2 separate regions of the Mus musculus genome follow, and region 1 is linked to region 2. A link is a contact called in public promoter capture Hi-C data. All regions are on one chromosome and are shown on one strand. Each heading gives the region's core, a stretch centred on a gene start, on an enhancer-like site or on the middle of the called end of the contact. The rest is flanking DNA. Distances are from core to core; before and after follow the strand shown. Region 1 holds the start of Tbc1d10b (TBC1 domain family, member 10b). Region 2 holds the start of Phkg2 (phosphorylase kinase, gamma 2 (testis)).

Region 1 (3,944 bases), core at 928-3,427, 360 kb before region 2:
TTTGTTTTGGTTTGGTTTTTCAAGACAGGATTTCTCTGTGTAGCCCTGGCTGTCCCGGAACTCACTCTGTAGACCAGGCTGGCCTCAAACTCAGAAATCCTCCTGCCTCTGCCTCCCGAGTGGTGGGATTAAAGGCATGGGCCATCACTGCCTGGCCCCAATCAAGTTTTGAATTTTGTTAGCTTACAAGCCCTGCCTGTATTCCTCTCCCACCCCACCCCCTGGTTCAGATCCTCAGGAGGATTCTCACACCCAGGCGCTCACAGAAGCCTCTCATCTCTAAGCTAAACCCAGCCAATTACACTGAGACTGTTTGGGCATTCCCTCCTGATGAGTGCCTTCAGTTAGTGGATTGAGTGAGTGCTCAGTTCAGAGCCGGGCTGCAGTGTCCTCAGGCGATGCTCCAGGCTGAGCTAACCAGGTACAGACCAGCAAGCAGGTTAGGGAGCACAGAAGCAATGGCCAGGCTCCAGAGAGAGAAGGAAGAAGTCAGGCTAATCACACTCACCCCCACCTTAGGAGTGACTCAGGCCCCTCCCTGGAAGGAACTAGGAAAGCTCAACTAGGGCAGGGGAGATGAGGAAATGGGGAAGAGGCCTCCCCCACCCTTTCCCTTCAATGAAAATACAAAACTGCCCTCTCACAAAAGCCCTGCCTTCAGGGTCTCTCCTCCATCAAGCAGACTTTCTCACCCCACTATTCTGCCTACAGATACCCCCCCACACCCACTGCTACTCTGAAGGCATCCCTCTTGCCCTCAGAGATCTAAGATTTCTGCCAGAATCCTCGCCCAACCAACTTTCCAGAATGTCTGGCCTTTTTAGTTAATAGTTTCATACCAAGCAGCTGGCATCTTAGCTGCTTAGTAGGTATCAGCTCATTCAATCCCTCTCTTCATAGAGGAAACTGAGGCATAGAAACAGGGACACCACTAGCTCAAGGACACGGGCCTAGGCAAGGTCTAGGCTTAAATCGAGACGACTGCCTTGATCCCTGGTCCTCAGCTCTGAAGTCATAGAAACCCCAGGATGCTCTGGGCACTGCAGCTCCTGCTAATGACTCCCTGGGCCAGGGCTGGCCAGGTGCATCCCCTCCCCGCCCCTCCCCTCCCCCTACGCGTCCCCAGGCAGCCCCCACGGGGTGCCCACTGTGTACTCACAGGCTGCCTGAGTACTGGCTGCCCCCAAGGAAACCATACTTGTCCGTCTTGCGCAGGGCCATCCCATTTATCTCCGAGTCTGAACCCATGGAGCTCACATCATCCGGCAAGGACTCCAAGGTCCCTGACATGAGGCTCACGGAGTCCAAGTAGCTCAGGGTGTCTGGGGCCTGACCCCGAGGCCCCGAGATGCCAGGTCCTAGACTGGACGTGGAGCCCAGGTCTTGAAAGTTTTCAACAGGCTCCGGAGCTGGGGTCACTGTCACCACAGCCACCGGAGTCGGAGCCGGAGCCTCGCATGTCCCGGGAGGGCCTGTGACAGGCCCTGAGGGGTCCTCAGGCACCGACCCTGCTGATGCTGAGGTCGCAGCTTCATGCCCACCTGCCACCTGTCCTACTCCACCCCGTGCAGTCACTCCTGAAGCCACTGTGGTCCCCGGCTTGGGGGCAAGCGGGGGTTTGGCAGTCAGGGCTCCAGGCGCCATTCTGGAAGGTGTCCGAGTGGGGGTCCCTGGTCCTGGGACAGGAGAGGCTCGAACCTCTTCCGTCTTTTGAGTGTCTGTCCCCAAAGCCAAAGCCACCGACGTCTCGGCTCCTGTTTCTGCCGCTGGTGCGGGGAACTCTTGCGTCTTCGCGGCTTCGGGTGAGGCCTCCAGGGTCAGCATCACTACCGTGCTGCTCGTAGCTGTCGTGGGTGTAGAGGCCGAGGTCTGTGATGATCCTGGGACGCAGGCGGGCCGAGCCTCCCCGGGGGCCACCAATTCGACTGGGGCCGAAGTGGCTGTAGTCACTGGCGGTCCCGGTTCCACCACTAAGTGCGATCCGGCCCGGGAGCCCCGGGGCGGGGGCGAAGGGGCAGCGGGGGCGCCGTGGCGGCGCGGCGGGGCCACAAGGGGCGCCGGACCCGTCTCCATAGCTGCGGGCGGCCCCTCACATCCCCCCGCCGGGGAGGCCGCAGAAGGCGCCGCCCCTCAGGCCGCCCGGAGCAGCCCGCCGGGGCTGCAGAGAGGGCGAAGGGCGCGGCTCGGCGCGCGCCGGGGGCGGGGCGGGACCCGGCGGCAGGCGGCGGGCGGCGCGCGCAGGCGGGGCAAGGGTCGACGGCGCTCGCGCCGGGGTCTCCCGGCCTCTCACCCTACTCGCGCGCTCGCGCCGCCCCCTCCCAGCGAGGGGCCGGCTGCCGACGTCGCGCCTGCGCAGACGCGGAGGAGCAGCCACTGTCCCGGCGAACTACGCCTGCGCGAGGAAAGGCCCTCCCGCACCCCTCCTTTTTTTTTTTTTTTTTTTTTTTTTAATCTCCCGCCCCCTCTATAAGACCAGGACGGATAATAGGAGAGAGAAAACTGAGTTCCTGCCAATCGATGGAAGGGTGGGTGGGGTTAGAGGCGGGAAGAGGGTGGGTACTCGAGAAAGAGGAAGTGAAGAAGGCAGAGGCAGGACGAAGAAAACAAGCAATAGAAAAGAGAGATCCTGAGCATCCAGGCCAATAAACACAACTGAAGAGAGTGAGTGACCGCAGAAGGGCGGGGAATGAGGCTGGTGTTGGGCAGTAAGAGGCAGGGACTAGGAACTTGTTAGCCAATGGAAATGGTGAAAAGGGAACCAAATTAAAAAGGGGGGCTAGGCAGTCAAATTGACTGACGGTCACGTCTATTCCTGTGATGACAGCATCAGCAGTCAATAGAAAGAGCCGAAAAATTCTTAGACTTCCTGAGATGATCAGGAAGGAATGACAACCAGGGAGAGGCGGGCTTAACTTGTGATTAACTTGTTAGCCAATGACTGTCCTTCTCCACTTTGCATAAGAGTAGAAATAGATAACATTCTCTGCTTCTAGGGCCAGGGATGCTGCCAGCAGGCGGTGCCAGAGCAAGAATAGTCAGTGACAACCAGAGACAAGCGCGAGAGGAGGTGACAACTGGGGACATCACTGAGAAGAGCCTGGAGCATCGGTGCGGCTCCTAGCCAATAAGAGTGCCGCGCTGGCCTTCTTGGGTTTCCAAAAGAGCCCCTGTTCATTCAACTCCTGAGCTGCACCACAAACCCAGTGCCCTCATCAGTACTCTCTACCTCGATGTGTCTAGTTAGACTATAGTCAGTCCTCTGAAAGACTCATCTCTCAATTCCCTATTTCAGGCAGGAACTCAGACCAGGTTTCTCTAAGTTCTCATGTACAAACTCAGCTTCTCCCCCCCCCCCCACCTCCACCCCGCCGCCGCAAACACTGCAATTTCTGAAACCCATATCCTCTGAGCACTACTTCACTCTCCCGGCTTGTGGGTGGAGGTCCCATCTCAGAACCCAAATCCATGAATCCTCAATACCATGAACCCTCCTCTTTGAAGGATTCAAGAACCAAGCCGTATTGTTATCCACTTCTCTTAGTACTCATTAGCTACTAACTACAAGACCTGACGTTATGAGTTCTAACCTTCCAGATTCTTCTTTTTTTGTTTTGTTTTTTATTTATTTATTTATTTATTTATTTTCAAGACAGTGTCTCTGTGTGGCCCTGCACGTCTGTCCTGGAACTCACTCTGAAGACCATGCTGGCCTCAAACTCAGAGATCCGCCTGCCTCTGTCTCCTGAGTTCTGAGACTAAAGGCCACCGCTGAACCAGGAACCTTCCCACTTCTAAACACTGCTTCCTCTGTTCTCATTCTCTTGAGCCCCAGGATGAGTGGACTACCAAATCCATAAGGCCACTCTCAAAATCCTAGTGAGACCTAGCTCTCAATGTCCCTATCCCTTTCTGTCTTTTGAAGCTCCTTAGTCTTGTCAGCTTAC
Region 2 (4,119 bases), core at 432-2,931:
CTAACCACTGAGTTTATTTGGTTTTATATAGGAGCATAGTGACTCAAAAGCAGCTGCATCACCGAAAATCACTGTTTCTCCTTTATTCATCAGGTGAATAATTTATATACTTTCTCAATTTTTATACCCATCTCTCTCTCTCTCTCTCTCTCTCTCTCTCTCTCTCTCTCTCTTTTCAGCGCTTGGAGTTCTGCTTGGCCTTGTTCCTGCTGGGCAAGCATTCAATAGCTAAGCTCTATCCCAAGTCCTGCTGTCATCTTTAAAATATGTTCTAGTCAAGTATAATGAACATGCAGTAAACCCCACCTACTTAAAGTCTGTGAGTTAAATGGAATATCGGGAGGCTCAGGTTGTGATTCCTGACACATTATTGTTGTCCTTGGTCATTTCCCAAAGATCCCTGGTTCCTTTGTTTGCAACCAAGAGAAATCAGCATTTAGACTTTATACTAGCTTCTGTTTTGGGGGTCCTTTTAGAAATCAATACTGGAAAATATAAAATTATTTTTTAATCTGTTTTTCACCATTGCCCAAATTTTACCTGTAGTTCTTCCTCTAGTTCCAGATTTCATATTCTCATAGGAAGACTCTTCGGTTCCTAATTATATGAATACATTATTTTGACTAATTTCAGAATAATTATCCCCTGTGTACCAACAACAAACCTACTTAGGAAAGTTCAAAACTATTTTTGCAAGTTGTTAAAGTTAAGCTTGATGAGGAAAGGCTCTACAGTGACAGAAAGCAAAAACACTAAATTACTTGGTTTCCTTATAGAAAAAGCTGTTAGAAAATCATGCTGTAATCTAGGCGTCCTGAGCCTTAAATCCCAGCACTCAAACTGACTGATCTTTGGAGTTCCACCCCAGCCTGGGATACACAACGAATCCCTGACTAACAAGGGCTACATAGTGAGACACCGTCTAAAAAAACAAAAATTATCATTTCTCTTTTGCTGGACTGTAACCTTGAGGATTTGCTTTTTTCTTTGCTGTTACTCCAGAACCTTGGTTTTAGGATATGTCTGGCTTTGGAATTACTCTAGGCAGGACCTTAACAACCTTGTGTACTTAATGCAGGAGGGTCTGGGAGCAAGACGGTAGGAGTCTGTGACCCCAGGATGATGGACACTATCCTGAAAGCTCTAGTCAGGACCAAACGGCCAAGCTGCATATGCATTTTGTTTTGTTGTGTTTCTCAAAACAGTTTCTCTGTATAAACAGCCCTGCCGGTCCTGGAACTCACTTTGTAGACCATGCTGGCCTCCATCTCAAGAGATCCATCTGCCTGCCTCGCCTCCTAGTGCTGGGATTAAGCGTGCATGACCACACTTGTCTACACGCAGGTTTCCACAAAAAAAGGAATTTTGGAACAGGCTCTTACTATAATAAATGAGGATTCCAGAAGGAAACTAAAAGGGCCTTGTCCGAGGGCACGGTGAGGTAGTGCGGAGACATCACATTTCCGGTAACCTAACTTCCGTGTCTCTTTACAGACCAGCAGCACCAGGAGAGAAAAGCAAGTGCTACATGTTGATTGGCTGTTTTTCAGGCTCCTCCTCATGGTGGAGACCTTTTGGGGACTTCTAGCGCCAACGGCCTTGTCCGCCCTGGAATCCCGTCTTCCTATTGGACTGCCATTTTCCAATCGGAGGGTTTCTAATCCCTAGTTCTCAAACAGCAGGGGCCATTGGCTGCAATGATGGGGGCGGTGCCTTAGGTCGCTGTGGGAGCCTTACAGGTTAAAGCAAAGGAACAAACATAAACCAAGCAGCTGAGGGTCTTTGCGCAGGTTAGACTGTTCCCTCCTCACCCCCCTCCCCCCACCCTCCCTTCCCCCTCCCCGCTCGCACGGGTCATCCTGCTCGAGACCCCCGCGCCCCTCCCAGTGGACGCCAAGTGCGCTTGCGCGGTAACAGCCGCCCGCACTTGTGCCATTTCCCCCTTCTTCCGAGCCACCTTTCCCCCCTCCCGCCCTTCCCTATCCTCTTCCCTGCCCTGCTTCCCTCCCTCCCCCCTAGGCCCTTCGTTGTGGTCTCCCCGGTCCTGATCCTTCCCCTACCCCACCCCCAACCCCCAGGACCCTGGCGCCCCAGCCGCAGGTGCTGCGCCCCCGGGAGCCACGATGTGCATCCTCTCAGAACCTGTGGGCCTCCTTGCCCTCACTGCCCTCCGTTTCCTCCTCCCAGGCCCCCACATCCCTCAGAATGACGTTGGACGTGGGGCCGGAGGATGAACTCCCTGACTGGGCTGCGGCCAAAGAGTTTTACCAGAAGTACGACCCTAAGGACATCATTGGCAGGTGAGCCTTCACAGCTGAAGCATACACCGGCCCAGTGTAGTCAGCTCCCAGCCAGGAAATAAGGCTTCCTTCTGAAGACTGGATAGTTAGGAAGTGGACAGTGGAAAACAGTTAGTGACTTGGCTAGTATTCCGAGTTAACCCGCATTTTTTCCTCTATTCATCTATATTGTCAACAATTGTTTGTGGTCCAGACAACGGGAAGGTAGAAAATACCCATCACGTGAGCATTTCAAAGGTATCTAGTTCGAGAAGTAGGGGTCTGTAGAAAAGATGCTTGGAGCTGGGCGGTGGTGGTGAATGCTTTTGATCCCAGCAGAGGCAGGTGAATCTCTGTTGAGTTGACACCAGCCTGGTTTACAGAGGAAGTTCAAGGACAGCCAGGACTACACAGAGAAACCCTGTCGGGGAGGGGAGCAGGGATTGCTACTGTGATCGCCACCACAGATGCTTTATGGTTTAGTTTCAGAAGCATAGTGTATTGGTTATGTTGTGTTAAGCACCAAGAACACCGGGTGAGGGAGTGACAGAACAGGAACCCTGAGGAAGTTTCTGTCTTGGAAATGTTTCTATCTTTACATAATGAAAAAAAGATAAAGGTCGAAAGGAGCGTTAGGGGAAAAAATAAGTAGGCAGTAGGATTCAATCAACGGGGTCTCCACAGAGGAGGGGCTTTAGGAGACTTCTAAGAAAATGACAGGAGGGTTGGGGGAGGGGTGTTTGGTTGTTCATGGTGCTGGGGATTAAACTCAGGGCCCCATCCTAAGAGACAGTGCTTTACTACAGAGCCACATTCTCAGCTCCGAGGACTTGAGCTGAGACATAAAGTGTGAGAATAGGCTGGGGGGGGGGGGTGTCTTCTCATTTAGAGGGGGCAGTTAGTGCAGGGCTCAAGGCAGTGGCTAGACCATAGACAGAGTGGGGAAAGACAAGAAAGGAAGTGAGGAAAATGGGGCTTTAGGCCATGATGCGGACGCTTTCAGAGCGGTACCATGACGTGGAGCGTGCTTGTGAGCAGGGCGCTTACTCTCTGCGCTTGGGTTAACGAGGGTAAAAGCAGAGCCCACCTTCTAGTCTGCTGTGCATTTGGTGTGAGTTGGGGAATTGTGTTAGGACACTTGTGGTGGCACTTAAAACACTTAGAAATTTAAAAAGCTCTTTCTGGCCTTTATGTAGAGATAGGGAAGGGCTGGTGATGGTGACGCCTGGACTCGTGGCGATTGCAGAGCTGGAGAGAAGCAAGCAGGTGCAAGTGATGGCTTCAGAGGAGAGGGGATATCGGTCATAAGGAAGGGGAAAACAGGGGGACTTTTAAGGTCTTTATTTGAGCACCTGAATACCATTTACTGAAATGAAGACTTGAGGAAGGATTAGATTGGGGAATGGAGTGAACTAGTCAGGAGTTTTATTTTGGAAATACTAAGTTTGAGATACCCCGTGGATGGATAATGCTCTCAAGTGGGTTTGAGTCTGGATAACAACCATAAATGTGGAGGAGTCAACATTTAGAAAGGGGCACTAAGCAGGGACAGTGTAGAGAAGGGACGGGGCTGAGGCTCCTGGGTCATGTCACCATTTCCTGATCACTTAGAAGAGCTACAGAGGACGGTGGGGAGATGCCATCTGTGAGCTAGTAAGAAAAGTGAAAGAATGCCCTTTTAGAAGGTTGCCAGGAGCTGCTTCTGAGGCCTGAGAAAGGCAGGCGTGTGGCATTAGATTTGGCCAGGCACATTTAGATACCACATGGAGATGTCATGAAAGCAGTTTAGAACCAGGATTCTGGTGAGAAATTAAGGCTCAAAGACAGTGTACAGTGACAA

What was found. Promoter capture Hi-C pulls out the DNA fragments that hold promoters and counts their contacts.
Region 1: a promoter capture Hi-C map of liver shows a contact between it and region 2, with 2.8 times the contacts expected there. The contact joins the promoter of Tbc1d10b here to the promoter of Phkg2 in region 2. A contact is called at or near these places in 6 of 39 promoter capture datasets (the C10 cell line, cranial neural crest, hippocampal neurons and 3 more), 1 of 484 Hi-C or Micro-C datasets (natural killer cells), 8 of 115 datasets of contacts at active chromatin or transcription factors (bone marrow-derived macrophages, double positive thymocytes, effector CD8 T cells and 4 more) and 4 of 9 other capture datasets (adipose tissue, liver, macrophages and 1 more).

What each region holds. Positions count from the first base shown.
Region 1 is chr7:127,206,291-127,210,234 of GRCm38.p6, forward strand. It overlaps Tbc1d10b (TBC1 domain family, member 10b), which reads right to left and starts at 2,178. Exons shown (of 9, transcript NM_144522.5): 1 at 1,160-2,178. The coding sequence starts at 2,073. It also overlaps a transcript of Mylpf not described here.
Region 2 is chr7:127,571,667-127,575,785 of GRCm38.p6, forward strand. It overlaps Phkg2 (phosphorylase kinase, gamma 2 (testis)), which reads left to right and starts at 1,682. Exons shown (of 10, transcript NM_026888.3): 1 at 1,682-1,790; 2 at 2,188-2,300. The coding sequence starts at 2,206.